2 separate regions of the Callithrix jacchus genome follow, and region 2 is linked to region 1. The links are chromatin contacts, called in public Hi-C maps. All regions are on one chromosome and are shown on one strand. The core of a region is the stretch at or near the end of the contact, and the rest is flanking DNA. Distances in the headings are between cores, read along the strand shown. Region 1 holds the start of AVEN (apoptosis and caspase activation inhibitor). Region 2 holds the start of KATNBL1 (katanin regulatory subunit B1 like 1).

Evidence for each region. Hi-C and Micro-C count contacts between places; a contact is called where the count stands out from the background.
Region 2: a Hi-C map of skeletal muscle shows a contact between it and region 1, with 4 times the contacts expected there. The contact joins the promoter of KATNBL1 here to the promoter of AVEN in region 1. A contact is called at or near these places in 2 of 3 Hi-C or Micro-C datasets (both in skeletal muscle).

The regions. Positions count from the first base shown.
Region 1 is chr8:53,764,186-53,771,320 of calJac240_pri, forward strand. It overlaps AVEN (apoptosis and caspase activation inhibitor), which reads right to left and starts at 4,424. Exons shown (of 5, transcript XM_078334430.1): 1 at 4,038-4,424. The coding sequence starts at 4,289. All of the region lies in intron 1 of CHRM5 (cholinergic receptor muscarinic 5), which reads left to right.
Region 2 is chr8:53,909,515-53,916,541 of calJac240_pri, forward strand. It overlaps KATNBL1 (katanin regulatory subunit B1 like 1), which reads right to left and starts at 1,369. Exons shown (of 10, transcript XM_035259937.3): 1 at 1,243-1,369.

The sequences.
Region 1 (7,135 bases), core at 3,174-5,673:
GGTCAGTGAGAAAAGCAACTTAAAAAACAGAATATGTTAATAAGGATAAGGATGCCAAAATAATTACAGTTGTGAGCAATTTTGTTTGTAGCATGAGGAGAGGAGGTCAATTTCATGGATTACCAAGAGCTAATCTTGAAGCAATCTTCTGTTGGGACACTTAAGCACGTGAAGTTTCTAACCAAATTTTTTCCAGAAAGCTTCAAGATTTTCAAGGAAAATAGAGTCTAGAGGCTGTCATTTCAGTTTGAGCTTTTACAGGCTCTCAGTCTCTAGCTGGCTGACATGTTGCTGGTGGCTCCTTTCAGCAACAATAAAGGCGCAAGTGCCTTAGACACCTGCCTGTAACTGACTGACATTTCTTCCTTCCAGGTTCCCACTAAACTTGAACAGAAAATTAGAGATTTTCCTTTTACCAAGGGAAATGAAAATGTCAAAGGCATCTGGTATTAATTACTACTCAGGCTTTACTTACAAAGAAAAGTTTGATCAGAATAAATCATCTCCAGATTCTACTTTTTAGTATAGCTATAAACAGCTGTCTCATCTTTTATTGAACATAAGTCATTTTAAAAGGAATATGAAAAGCTGCAATGTAAACATGAAGCAAGAAAGCAGGGGCCGGGCGCTGTGGCTCAAGCCTGTAATCCCAGCACTTTGGGAGGCCGAGGCGGGTGGATCACGAGGTCAACAGATCGAGACAATCCTGGTTAATCTGGTGAAACCCTGTCTCTACTAAAAATGCAAAAAATTAGCTGGGCATGGTGGCGCATGCCTGTAATCCCAGCTACTCAGGAGGCTGAGGCAGGAGAACTGCCTGAACCCAGGAGGTGGAGGTTGCGGTGAGCCGAGATCACGCCATTGCACTCCAGCCTGGGTAACAAGAGCGAAACTCTGTCTCAAAAAAAAAAAGAAGAAGAAAGCAAAGGTCTGCTAATACCCACAATAATTGAAGATGGTATCAATATTACCTTAAAACCTTATAACCATACTAAAACATCAGTTGCCAAAAAAAAAAAAAAAACAAGCATGTGAAGGAATCACTCAACAGTCCTCCACACATCCCTTTTTCAAATCTCAAAGTTCCAGGGCATTTTAGAGCAGCAGTTGAAAGAACAGGCTCTGGAGTGAAAATGCTGGGGTGAAATCCAGGCTCAGCAATTTTCTGGTTGAGTGATATTAAAAAGTTATTTCACCTCTCCTAACTTTGAGTTATTTAATGGTGCGTCAGCCGTTTCATCTCATATTAAGTGCTCAACAAATGTGAATTACTGTTATTTATACAGGAAAGAAAAAGAAAAAAAACTGCAACTACTGCCAACAGGCCTTGTCTTCCTCTCTGCTAACAGCTCATCACAAAGATAAATACTAAAGAATCCTAGTATTGGGGGCTGGAGGAGAGGGGTGGGGTTGAGCGGTTGTTTATTTAGTTAGTAAGTTAGTTATTTGAGACAGAGTCTCACTCTATCAGCCAGGCTGGAGTGCAGTGGCACAATCACAGCTCACTGCAGCCTTTGCCTCCAGGATTCAAACAATCCTCCTGCTTCAGCCTCCCTTGTAGCAGGGACTACAGATGCACCCCACCACACTTGGCAATTTTTATATTTTTTTATAGAGATGGGGAGTCTCATTATGTTGCCCAATCTGGTCTTGAACTCCTGGACTCAAGTGATCCACCCGCCTCAGCCCCGCTAAAGTGCTGGGATTAAAAGTGTGAGCTAGCACACCCAGCCAGTTTTTTTTTTTTTTAACGATTATGTCTAGTACAGTAATGCTTCTAGTGAGCATTCTGTGAAGATAATTATGCATTCCCATAATCAGTAAGTTTAGAGCTCAGACCATTTTCACAAGGAATGATATAAGAGCAAGAGACTAAGAAGAGGTGTACTCAAATTCGTACTCAAGTAAGTTACCTTGGAGTATTACATAGCTATCTAAAAGTTGGTTAGTTTGATTTTGTTTTCCATTTACATGCAGTGGTCCAAACTAGAAAGCAAAGGTGTAAACAATACTGGTTTCTGAAGGTGGACAACTGGTCCTTACATGGCTGAGAGTCTATTACGATTTTTTTTTTTTCTTCTGATCATTTCAACTACTCTCTCCTTGGGGTACAAATGCACCATGGGGTATGAGAACGAGAAAGATTCAGGAAAGTCAATCTTGTCTCATGTAATCATTAAGCACCAGAAATGGTATCCTAGCAAGACTAAATGCAAACAGTACTTCAGAATCTGAGAAATGGAAGGAACTTAGAGATCACCAATCCAAACCAAAATTAAGGAATAATCTGCCCAACATCCCTTCCTCCAGCTTTGACTGAAAACATGATGATTAAGGCATAAGACCAACTCGACAAAAGATAAAAGCCTAAACTTTTAACAGAACGTTACAATACTAGCTTAAATTTTTTAAAGTCTTGGGTTATTCTTTCTTTAATGATATACCATCATTTCACCCAATTTAACTCAACAGAGATTAACAAAACAGAAGCACCTTCACTCACTCAATTCAACTTAAAGACACTTAGTAAAGTCCTGTGTGCCAGACACCATAGTTAATACCAAAGGTATCATTACTACAATTACTCTTAAAGCAGGATCTCTGCAGCCAAGGATTGTCTACTTTGTTCTCGGCAAAGTGACTGTTTCACAAAAAAGTAACAGATAAAATATAGTTGATTCAAGCCAGCTTGGTATAAATCCCAGCTCTGCTACTATCTGTGAAAGCTTAGTCAATTAACCTATAAAAATAAAAATTATTATATATATTATATAATACACTGTGTTTATTATATACTATTGTATTACATAATTCTACATTATGTACATATTACATATATATAAAATACAGATATAAGAACAAAATGTGATACAAAGTCGGCACTAGGTTGGTCTATAGTTTCTGGCATTACCTTCCTCAAATACTAGGTAAACTGACCCAAAAATGTTTTTATATCTCATTCAAGTTTTGCCTATTACCTACCTTAATCCGAACAAGACTTAAGTTTGTTACATTTAAAGTTTTATAATTTTTTTCCCAGCTTTGTATTGTATACAATTACTCTCTTTAGGGATATCTTATCTGCTGTGCCCTTAAGATGTAAATATTTCAGTAATAGCAAATTTGGCCTCATTCAAAAAAGAATTTTTTAAATCTGTGTGCATAAGAATTTAGAATATAAAGATGGTCTTGTCCTATAGATGTTAACAGAACAGCTCATAAAAAGGCAGTCCTCCAACTTCCTTAGCTGAGATATGATTGAGTTTGCCCCCATATATATCAACCCCTGCTCCAATCTCTGAAAACTTTCTATGAATGTGTCAATAAGACTGATGATATTGCTATATAAACTCATAATTTGACTGCTCAAACATTTATAAGTTGAAAATTAAAAACGACGAAGGACAGTGGTCCCTGATTGCTACACGTATAGGTGTAATAAAAGAGAATTACGATATTACAAAGAAATATGCATCTGATCCCGCCCCCAAATACTAGAGTCCAGTCGCACGGGTCGTTCTTTCATTCAACAAACTGTTTTTATTATGCGCCTACTGTGTACTAGGCACTGTACAGACAGTAAACAAAAAAGACCAAAAATTCCCTTCCCTCCCAGTTAACAGGAGCGTCCTGTAGTAAGGCTGCCAAGGCCTCGGCACCGAGAGACCACGCCCTGGCTGCGCCTCAGTCCCACAGTGGTTAATCGTGCAGACATCCCAGCCGGCCCCACGGGCAGCCGAGACTTGCAGCCCCAACACAAGGCCTTGGTCTCTGGGTTCCTAACCCCGACCCTGGGGCAGGCTAGAAAGCCCTCCGACCTCTGCCGTCTAGCGCCAGCAGGGACCGGAGGCCGCCAGGAACGCCAAGCTCACAAAACAAGCGCGCCCCCGCCACCTTCCGCCGGTCCCGCGCATGCGCCGCCGCCGCCGCCACTCTGGCGCGCGCCTGGCACGGTCGCTGGCGGCTCTTGACTAGCTGCCCCTACCCCATTTGCCCGAATTCCACGCCGTCCGGCCCCACCAGCCGTCGCCCCTTACCGGCGCGCTGGCCCCGGCACCCTGGCCTCCCGGCTCCCGGCGACCGCCTCGCGGGGCGCCTCTTCCTCCTCGGCCTCCGCGAGCGCCGCGGAAGCCCCGGCCACGGCCCCGGCGGCCGCCTCCGTCCCCGCCGCCGCCACCTCTGGCTACCGCCGCTGCGGCTCCTGGTCGCTCGCTGTGGCGGTCTCTGCCGGGCCTATCGCGGCCGGGCCGCCGCCCGCGGCCTCCCCGACCTCCGAGCTCCGCCTGCATCTGACCGCCACTGGCAGTGCTGAGCACGAGGGAGCCGAGCCGCAGCGGAGACTCCCCGGCCCTACCGGAAGCGGGCCGCACGGAGGAGCCGCGAGCGGTCGGCGCCCGGTGGCCACGGGGTGCTGGGCCGGGGATGGAGGCCGGCCGCGGCGGGGCGGGGCAGGGCGGCGCGGCCGAGGTCCCGCAGGTGGGACCGGAACTGGGACTGCGGGAAGGCCAGACTGGTGGGAGCTGGGAGTGGTGGGGGTCTGCATTGGTGGCGGGGTGGGGTTCTCAAGGCCTCAGAGATAGGTGGAGGGGACCATGGAAAGTGCAAGGACGGGTCTTAGAATTTGTATAATACGGACTTTTGGGGGAAAAATGTTTAAATGTGTGCATTCACATAAAGGTTTAAACAAATAATAGACTCAAAAATGTTAGTGGTTAACTGTGCCGAGATTTCCAGTGAGTTAATTTTTTTCTTCCATTTTAATTTTCAGGAATGAATATGTATCATTTTAAAACTATACCGAAGTCAGGGTTCAGAAGTGTGGATGTAAAAACAGTGTGTGTGTTTGGTGAGAGGCAGAATGCAGCACCTGGGAGAGAGCAGTGCACACTGGGAGATGGCTAGAAGGGGCTTAAATGTTCTCAGAATTTCTGTAGAAATTACTACTGTAGCTCACATTTATTGAGCACATGAGTACTTCATTCTCATAACAGCTCTGTGAGGTAGGGACTACTGTTACCTTTATTCTGCAGGTGAAGGTAACAGCCTTAGAACGGTTAAAAAAAAACTTGTCTGAAGTGAACAACTAGGTAGTGGTGGAACTGACATTCTAAGGCAGTCTCACTCCAGTCCCTTCTTTGGACCAAGGAGAAAAAAGGGAGGGGGACAGTTGGTTACACGGATGGAAGCAGTTTTTAACTTGGTACTGAAACCACATGAAAATAATGAAAGCAAGGGCTAAAATGTCAGTGTAGCAGAACAAGTGTTTTCTTCTCTCTCAGTACTTTCTGGTTCTTTCCTATATCCATACATAGTTAATACTTTTCATTGCTTCTAGTTGTCTACTCTGCATCAGGCACAGTGCTATGTCCTGAAATTAAAAAAAAAAGACCTTGCCCCTGTCCTCATGTAGCTCACTGCCCACAAGGAAGATAATCTAGTCCTGTGAGCAGATGATTACAGTACAGTACAGTGTTGCCAAGTGCAGTGAGAGATTCAAGGTCAAGGCCCAAAGAAGAAAAGTTTAATTATGTTTAAATGGGTTACCCAAGGCTTCATGAGAAATAGACGATGAGCTAAAGCCTAATGATTGAGTAGGAGTTTGCCTGGTTGGTAAATGGGTGTAGGGGAGCCTTCCAAGCAGAGGGAACTATTGAACTCCAGAGAAACAGTCTTAAAAATAGTAACACTTATATGCACCAAACACTATTCTATATACTTCTCATATAACTTCATTTGAGACTAATAAGCTGCCCTATGAGGTAAGCTAGTGTTGTCCACATTTTACAGACAGAGAGGGATCAAAAACTGATGTTAAGTAACTTCCAGGATAACACTGCTACAGGCCAGAAAGATGTCTTTATTTACTGTGTTGTTTTGAACAGCTCTATCTACTACTACTGAGGGGTGCTCACAAGCTCCAGCGGAGGGACTCTGGCATGAGCTATTCTTTCTGCCCAGAATTCACAACCTGTACTCTGGTGGAGAAAAGGGAAAGTGAAGAGCTTATCAGGTCATAAGAGTACTTTGACTTGAAGGGCTGGAGTCATGATTAGAGAACTGAAAATGAAAGGAGCAAACTCCTAAAATACAGAATACAAGACAATATCTTCTCTCTCCTTCCACCCTCATTCTGAGCTGCTGACTTTCCTATTTCATGAAGAAATGGAAGCAACCAGGAATTTCCAGTGTTGCTATTGCTACAACTCCCAGCCTACCTGTATCTGTACCTATGTTTCCTGCCTTCCTTCCTGTTAGTGTAGAGGGGTCTCTGCCCCAGTCCAAGATGAGGCCTCTATTACTGCACTAGATCTTATCTGTGCTCACCTACTTGGGGACATCTCTCCAGCAGATGCTCCCACTCTCGCCAGAACATCATTTTTTTTTTTTAATTTTTTATTGGATTATAGGTTTTGGGGTACATGAGCAGAGCATGCAAGACAGTTGCGTAGGTACACACATGGCAGTGTGCTTTGCTTTTCTTTTCCCCTTCACCCACATTTGGCATTTCTCCCCAGGCTATCCCTCCCCACCTCCCCCTCCCACTGGCCCTCCCCTTTTCCCCCGAATAGACCCCAGTGTTTAGTACTCCCCTTTCTGTGTCCATGTGCAGAACATCATTTTTACCTTCTAACGAATCATTCACATTAGCATCCAAGCATGCTATATTTTTACCTTTAAAAAAAATGAAGGCCACGCACGGTGGCTCATGCCTATCATCCCAGCACTTTGGGAGGTCGAGGTGGGCAGACCACAAAGTCAGTAGATCAAGACCATCCTGGCCAACATGGTGAAGCCTCATCTCTACTAAATTACAGAAAATTAGCCGGGTGTGGTGGTGCATGCCTGTAGTCCCAGCTACTCGGGAGGCTGAGGCAGGGGAATTGCTTGAACACAGGAGGCAGAAGTTGCAGTGAGCCGAGGTCACACCAGCCTGGCAGCAGAGCAAGACTCTGTCTCAAAAATAAAGATTAAAAAAAAAACAAAAACAAAAAAAACTTGGCCCTACACCCTATTCCACTTTCTGCTTCATTTCTCTACTTCCTTTTATAGCAGAGTTCCTCAGAAGAGTCATCTATAGCACTGTCTCCAATTCTCCTTCCATTCACTATTTCATCCACTCCTCAAGGCTTTTGTT
Region 2 (7,027 bases), core at 119-2,618, 140 kb after region 1:
TTAAGTATAATCAACAAGACCAGAAAAAGCGAATGAATGGTGTGTGAATGAATGCATGTGTACACAAAAGCACACTCAGGTCTCCAAAGTTGAAATGACATGAAAGCGCTTTGTAAACTAAAAGGAGCCACAGAAAAAGGACGTGGTAGAGCAGCAGAGTTAAAAGCATGGAGCCAGCCTGCTTGGGTGTTAATTATATTAGCTGTGTAACCCTGTACGGTACAAGTTACAATACTAAAATTCCCTGTGCTTTAGTTTCCTGTCAAATGGGAATAAAAGTATCTGTCCCAAAACAAAGCTCTTAATACAGTGCCTAGTGCATAGAAAGCACAAAATAAATATTGCCCATCATTATTATCACACTGGCTAATATTCTTATTGGCTAATATTAGTTATTAGCAAGTAAAAGCCTCAGTGGATGATGTTTCAATTCAAGTCTGTAGCTAGTTATCCAAAGAAACTCCAAAAAACCAGTAGGTTTAAGCTATTAGGTGGACTAGTTTCTCATAATTCTCCAAAGTGCTGAACTGATGATTAGTACAGAACTAATTTCTCTTACATTTTTTTAAAATTAGCAAACAAACTGACCAAGGTACCTCTGTTTTCAAGGAACTTTATAAGCCACAAGAAAACAAACCAACTCTGTTATCTCCATATTTAAGCAATTTAAGAGCGTAGTAAAAGCCTAGATACTGTTACAGAACAACTTTTCAAAAAATACAATAAGGTTTTTAAAGTTGTAACCAGCAATTCTTATGCAGTTATGTCAAGTTTTTGTCCCGCGAAACAAAAGCTTATCTGTCAGGAATCCGAGGACCCGTCAGAAAATAAGGAAATGCCTAGGCCGGGCCTAGGCGCTGTGCGGAAAACCTGTCCTCAAAACAGTTCGCCCCACACGCGTTCTGTCCTTCCCCTTCTCCAGGTGCAGCTGTCGACTCCACCCGAATATAAATAAGTGACAGCAGGTTCTGTCCACGCCTCTCCCGGGCCAGGCCACTGAAGCCCCCCGGAGGCCCCCCGCGCCTGCCGCCCAACACTCCCCGCCGCGGCCAGCAGAGGGGCTCCGCCCCGGCCTTGCCGCCCCGCCCCGCGACCCCGGCAGAGCCGCCGCGAGCCCGGCCGAGCCGAGGCCGCCGCGGGGCCTGTAGGTGGGCCTCGGCGCGGTCAAGCCCGGCTGGAGAAGCCCTGCCAAGGAAGGGGAGCTGCGGGCGCGGGGCTCGCTCCGGCTCGGCAGCCACTTACCGGCGCCTCATGGTACCGCGGTGCCTCAGCCTAGCCTGGGCGCTGAACGTCCGCGCCCGGTAGCCTGGAGTGTCCCTCGGCTTCTGGGCCGAGTCCCACTAAGGGCCATTCAAACGCGGCCGCGCGCGTGGCCCGCCGGGATAGCTGGCGCTGTAGCCGTCCCGCGGGCTCCGCCCAACGTTGACTCCGCCCCTCTGGGGGTCGCGAAGTGCCAGAGGGAAAAGGACGTGTACCTACAGTGCCTCCTGGTGGCCAGAGCTACGCAGGGCAGCCTAGTTATGGCGCGAGAAGTAATATTGCGATAGGAACTGAAGGTGGGTAAAAGTCAACGAATGACGGACCCTGCACTAGGGACAAGTTAGCGGGGGAGACCGTGCCTTAGTGTTGTACCGGGAGGTGCAAACAATTTCCTATAAAGTTATGGTTCTGGGAGATTTATTCATTCACACCTATTTAAATACACTAAGGGTCTGGGCACAGTGGCTCACACCTGTAATCCCAGCATTTTGGGAGGCCAAAGCAAGAGGTTCGCTTGAGCCCAGGAGTTCAAGAACAGCCTGGACGACATGGTGACAACTGCTCTTGACCCCCCCCACCTCCACCCTCTATCTTTATAAAAATAAAAATAATAAACGCACTAAGGCATAGTTTCTAAAAGCATGGATTGTGGAACTGTGACACTGAGCAAGTCACATAAACTCCTAGGTGCTTTGCTTTCACCTTCTGTTAAGTGGGGATAATAACAATAGTATCTTCGTCTTCGTTTTCTGAGGATTAAATGAATTAATACACATAAAATGCTTAGAGGAGTGCCTGGCATATGGTAAGCACTACATGTTTGTTAGTCATCATTTTTTCAGTTCCCATTATGTACCAAACTTTGTGCTAAACTCTTAAGAACACAAACAATGTACATGATGCAGAATCTGTCCTCGGGAAGACGGTTCAGTCTTGTTGGGATGGGGAACACTAAATTAGATTATGAAGTTACAGTTGGGTCTCTTGATAATGAACTTTTAATTACTGAGTGCAATTCTTTTCACTAGAACCAGGCCTCTCACCTTCATAGATAAGCCACTGGTCAAGGTTAGCCAAGCTGTGACAGGAGCAAGTTTGCCTATGGTGGTCCTCTCACCCCCTACAGAAGCCAACCAAGCAGTGCATTTGATGCAACACTTCCTCACCACAAGACTACATGCTTGGCTTGATTTTTCAGGCACTCATTTCGGAACTCTACAAGGCTTGCCTAGGGAGCAGGCTGCTTAAGTTCAGTTTAACAGTATTTTTGAAAGCCCACCATGTGCCAGGAAAATTTTGCTGGAAATAGCCTCAAGCAGCTCACAATGGCTTGGAGAAACAGGAAAAGAGACCATTCCAAAACACTGCAGTGATAAAAGGCATCTCCTAAATGCTGTGGGAGTTTGGTGCAGTCAGAAGCCTGTCAGATAAACTGGTCAGAACTAAGATGTCATCAGGTTGTTATAACCTTATGTATTTTTCCTCCCTAGTAACAGAGTCCTTACTTGGTAAAAAAAAAATAATAAGTAATGGTGAAAACTGAGGCAGGGCTTTTGGGCAGTGGGAAAATAGTTTTAGGATATTTTGCATAAGCAACACCTTTGAGAGCTTCTCGACTGCACCAAGCGTAAGCAGGCACATACCTATGTGTGGGACCACATCTGTTAGCAGGTGGTACTGTTGAGAGAGTCCAGCTAGGTGACTAAACGAAGCTGGAACCCTTGTTTCCATGGATGTACAATGAAGAGTATTTCCTGAATATGATTTCCACTAAGTATGTGTGTTGTTTTAAAGAAAATAAAAACTCAGCACACATGGGTGAAGTCACTTTCTCTCCAGTAATTTCTTCATCATCATAAAAAGGAATTTCTTGATGACTCACTATACAAAAGACACTATGCTGGTCTCTCATCGGAAGAATAGGGTAAAAAGAGTGTACTATATTATCCTTATCCTCAAGGGAGGCTAAATGAAGAGGTAAGACAAATAATGAAGTCGTGAAACTCAGGGAATCTGCTGTGTTAACACAGAAGAACCTCAGCTCATACAACAGAGGCCAGAGGAGAACCTTAATATTCTCATTTCTGGAGCTTGTTTGGGGCACAGGATCTCAGGCAGGTTAATCTCCAGAGCCAAGTTATAAAGTTTATGGTAGTGATGGGCAGCCCAGGCTTCCACATCTCATAATTTAACATAAAAATAAGGAAAACTGCCTTTACATTTTGCTACTTTTGGAATATATACAAAAACTATCATTTTAGTGATAAAAATGCAGGGCAAATTTATTCATTGATAGTTTTCCTATCAATAAAGTTGAATTTTTTTCCCCTTTGGGGCTCAATAAACTTTGCTTTCTTAATAAAAAAAAGTACAGCCCATACATTGAAAAACACCCCTACATCAGTGCATGTATACAAAAAGGTGGTTCACTGATAGCCTTCGCAGTTGGCAATCTCCAAGGTAGACAACTCCTCTGGCCATTCCTTCATTTCTTCCTTCTGAAGAGAACAAGCAGCTAAGTTAGCTATCCTGCCTCACATTCCCCTCTCTATGGGGTGCAGAATCATTCAAGGACAGTGTGTAGAGTGACCCACATGAGAAAAGGGCTGCCATGCAGTCCTGTTTACACTGCTTGATGGCAGGCAGGGGAGGGATGATGGAGCTGGGCCTGATAAGCTAGAAAGGATTTTGACAGACAGGGTGTTCCAGACAGAGAGGGGGAAATGCAAAGTAAGTTCTAGCACTGCAGTCTATTCTGATTTGAGTGGAGGGAAAAGTGCTTGGAAGAGTCATAGGAGTGAGGATTGAAAAGGTATGTAGGTACCTGATAGGTTGTGAAGATCTGGAATTATCAAGCAAAGGTGTTTGAAGGTAAAGGGGTCAGCAAAGACAGTTGAGCAGGGGAATAGCTTAGTGAAGTCAGTGCTTTAGAAGGATTGATCTGTTTGGGAGGCTGAGGTGAAAGGATCACCTAAGGCCAGGAGTTGGAGACCAGCCTGGGCAACATAGCAATACCTCATTTCTACAAAAATTTTAAAAAATAGGTATGGTGGTATATACCTGTAGTCCTAGCTATCCGAGAGGCTGAGGTGGGACCACTTGAGCCAAGGAGCTCAAAATTATTATAGTAAGCTATAATTACACCACTGCACTCCACCAAGAGAGTAAGACCCTATCTCTTAAACACCAACAACAAGAAGGGCTGATTTGTCACCAGGATGCTAGATGGCTAGGGGTAGGGAGGAAAGACTGAAGGCAAGAACATTAGGTATAAAAGTGTAGTTCAGTCCAGGGTCCAAGGAGCCATAGCATTTACTGCACTGTGTGTCATTCTCCTTGACTGAGACTGATGCTGAGCCTGACAGAGGACAATGCCTGAAGGGACCTAAAAGACAGCAACAGCTCATCGACTCCACAAGTAATGACATCCACTGCTAATTCAAAGTGAATCATGTAGTTCATTTGGAGTCAGGATTAGAATCCAGGTTTCTCAGGCTGGAGTGCAGCCGCAAGATCTCAGCTCACTGCAGCCTTGACCTCCTGGGCTCCAGTGATTCTCCCACCTAAGCCTCCCAAGTAGCTGGGACTACAGATGCAAGAAAGTATGCCTGGCTAATTTTTCTATTTTTTGTAGAGACAGGGTTTCACTATGTTGCTCAGGGTGATCTCAAACTCCTGGGCTCAAGTGATCTGCCCACCTTAGCCTTCCAAAGCACAAGGATTATAGGTGTGAGCCACCACACCAGGCATGGAAAATCTAATACTAGTTTTCTTTTCCTTGCAAAACAAAATTTGTGCAAAAACTTGAATCCTTAAAACTTTAATTTCAACTCAAAGCTCCATTTCCATAAATAACCTATTATTTCTAATGATCTTTGAATATTTTAAAAATAACAAGCAAAGCTTTACAGGCAAAACCTTCATCTTTCTCCTGAAGAGTTCTAGCATGCATATAGAGCAGTTGCCCTCACTGTATTCTGTGGAACACTGATTCTATTGGATGTTAACAAATGTATTAAGAAAAAAAAAACCCAAAAAACAAAAAACAGGTTCCTTATTTAAGTAGATTGGGAAAGAAAATTATAGGAAATTCTTTACTAAACAATTTCTTGTTATTTTCATATGTTATACTAATAGCACTAAGACTCACTTGGGTGTGTGTGCAGAATAAAATATGTAGAATTTTTCAAATTTATTTAACCTTTGAACCATCCTCAGCCTAGTCCTGATGTTTCATTTTCTGAAACAGAGTTTCACAAATTATACCATGAGGATTCCTAGGATAAAGAAATGAGTGATCCAGAGTACCCCACTGAGGCCAAAGCAACTTATTTATTTATTTTTGAGACAGAATCTTGCTCTATCACCTATGCTAGGGTGCAGTGGCACTACCTTGGCTCACTGCAACCTTCGCCTCCCAAGTTCAAGCAGTTCTGTGCCTCAGCCTCCCAAATAGCTGGGATTACAGGCGCCTGCCACCAAGCCCAATTTTTTGTATTTTTAGTAGAGACGGGGTTTCACCATCTTGGCCAGGCTGGTCTTGAACTCCTGACCTCGTGATCCACCCACCTTGACCTTATAAAGTGCTGGGATTACAGGCCTGAGCCACTGTGCCTTGCCCAAAGCAACTTTAATTTAGGTTATAGTTTACTAATTTTTATAGCATGCAGGGAACAATTTAAGTAGAGAGAATATATGATTCCAATGATAAACTTAATGAAAAATGTTCGTTTAAAGCTTATTAAAGCAGGGGCCAGGTGTGGGCTCATGCCGGTAATCCCAGCACTTTGGGAGGCCAAGGCAGGAGGACTGCTTAAGCCCAGGAGTTCAAGACAAACCTGGGCAACATAGTGAGACTCTGTCTCAAACAAGTAGTAAGTTAAAAAAATTTATTAAAATATAATAAAAAGGCCAGGTGTGGTGGCTCATGCCTGTAATCCTAGCACTTTGGGAGGCCGAGATGGGTGGATCACCTGAGGTCAGGAGTTTGAGACCAGCCTGGTCAACATGGTGAAACCCTATCTCTACTAAAAACAGAAAAATTAGCAGGGCATGGTGCTGGGCACCTGTAATTCCAGCTACTCAGGAGGCTGAGACAGGAAAACTGCTTGAACCCGGGAGGCTGAAGTTGCAGTGAGCCCCGATTATGTCACTGCATTCCAGCCTGGGTGACAGAGTGAGTCTCAAAAAAAAAAAAAAAAAAAAAAAGGAATAAGAAGAGTATCTTGAAAATTAAGACAAAATTGCATGAAAATCATTGCCCCAGTACAATGTATATCCCTTTTTATGTTTTATTTTACATAAGTGTAGTTATAGTACATTCACATTTTGGTGTTTGTTTACTTTCAATTTCATTTACTCACATTCACTAAACATTTATTTAATACTTTCTATGTTCTACGAAATAGACTCAAAGATAATATATAGCTTCTGACGTCAAGGGATTTGGGGTAGTCTACAGAGGGGTAGAAATAAGGGGACGTTAACAAACAAAATGCAATGTGGCAAGTGCTATTATGAAGAATATAATGCAATAAAGAGGAAAGTCCAATAGGGTCAGAAGCTTGAGATGAATATAAGGTTCATCAGAGAGAATGTAGTAAAGGCAAAAAGTCGAAAGGAACAAAAATACAATCGATAAGTTAGGTCTTCCTACAATCAGATAGATACACATTTTAAGAAGGATTGGAGGGGCAAAAGACTTTCATTTCTGCCTTGTTTAAGCAGTCTGCTATGAACACATATTTTTAAAATCAGAAAACAAAGT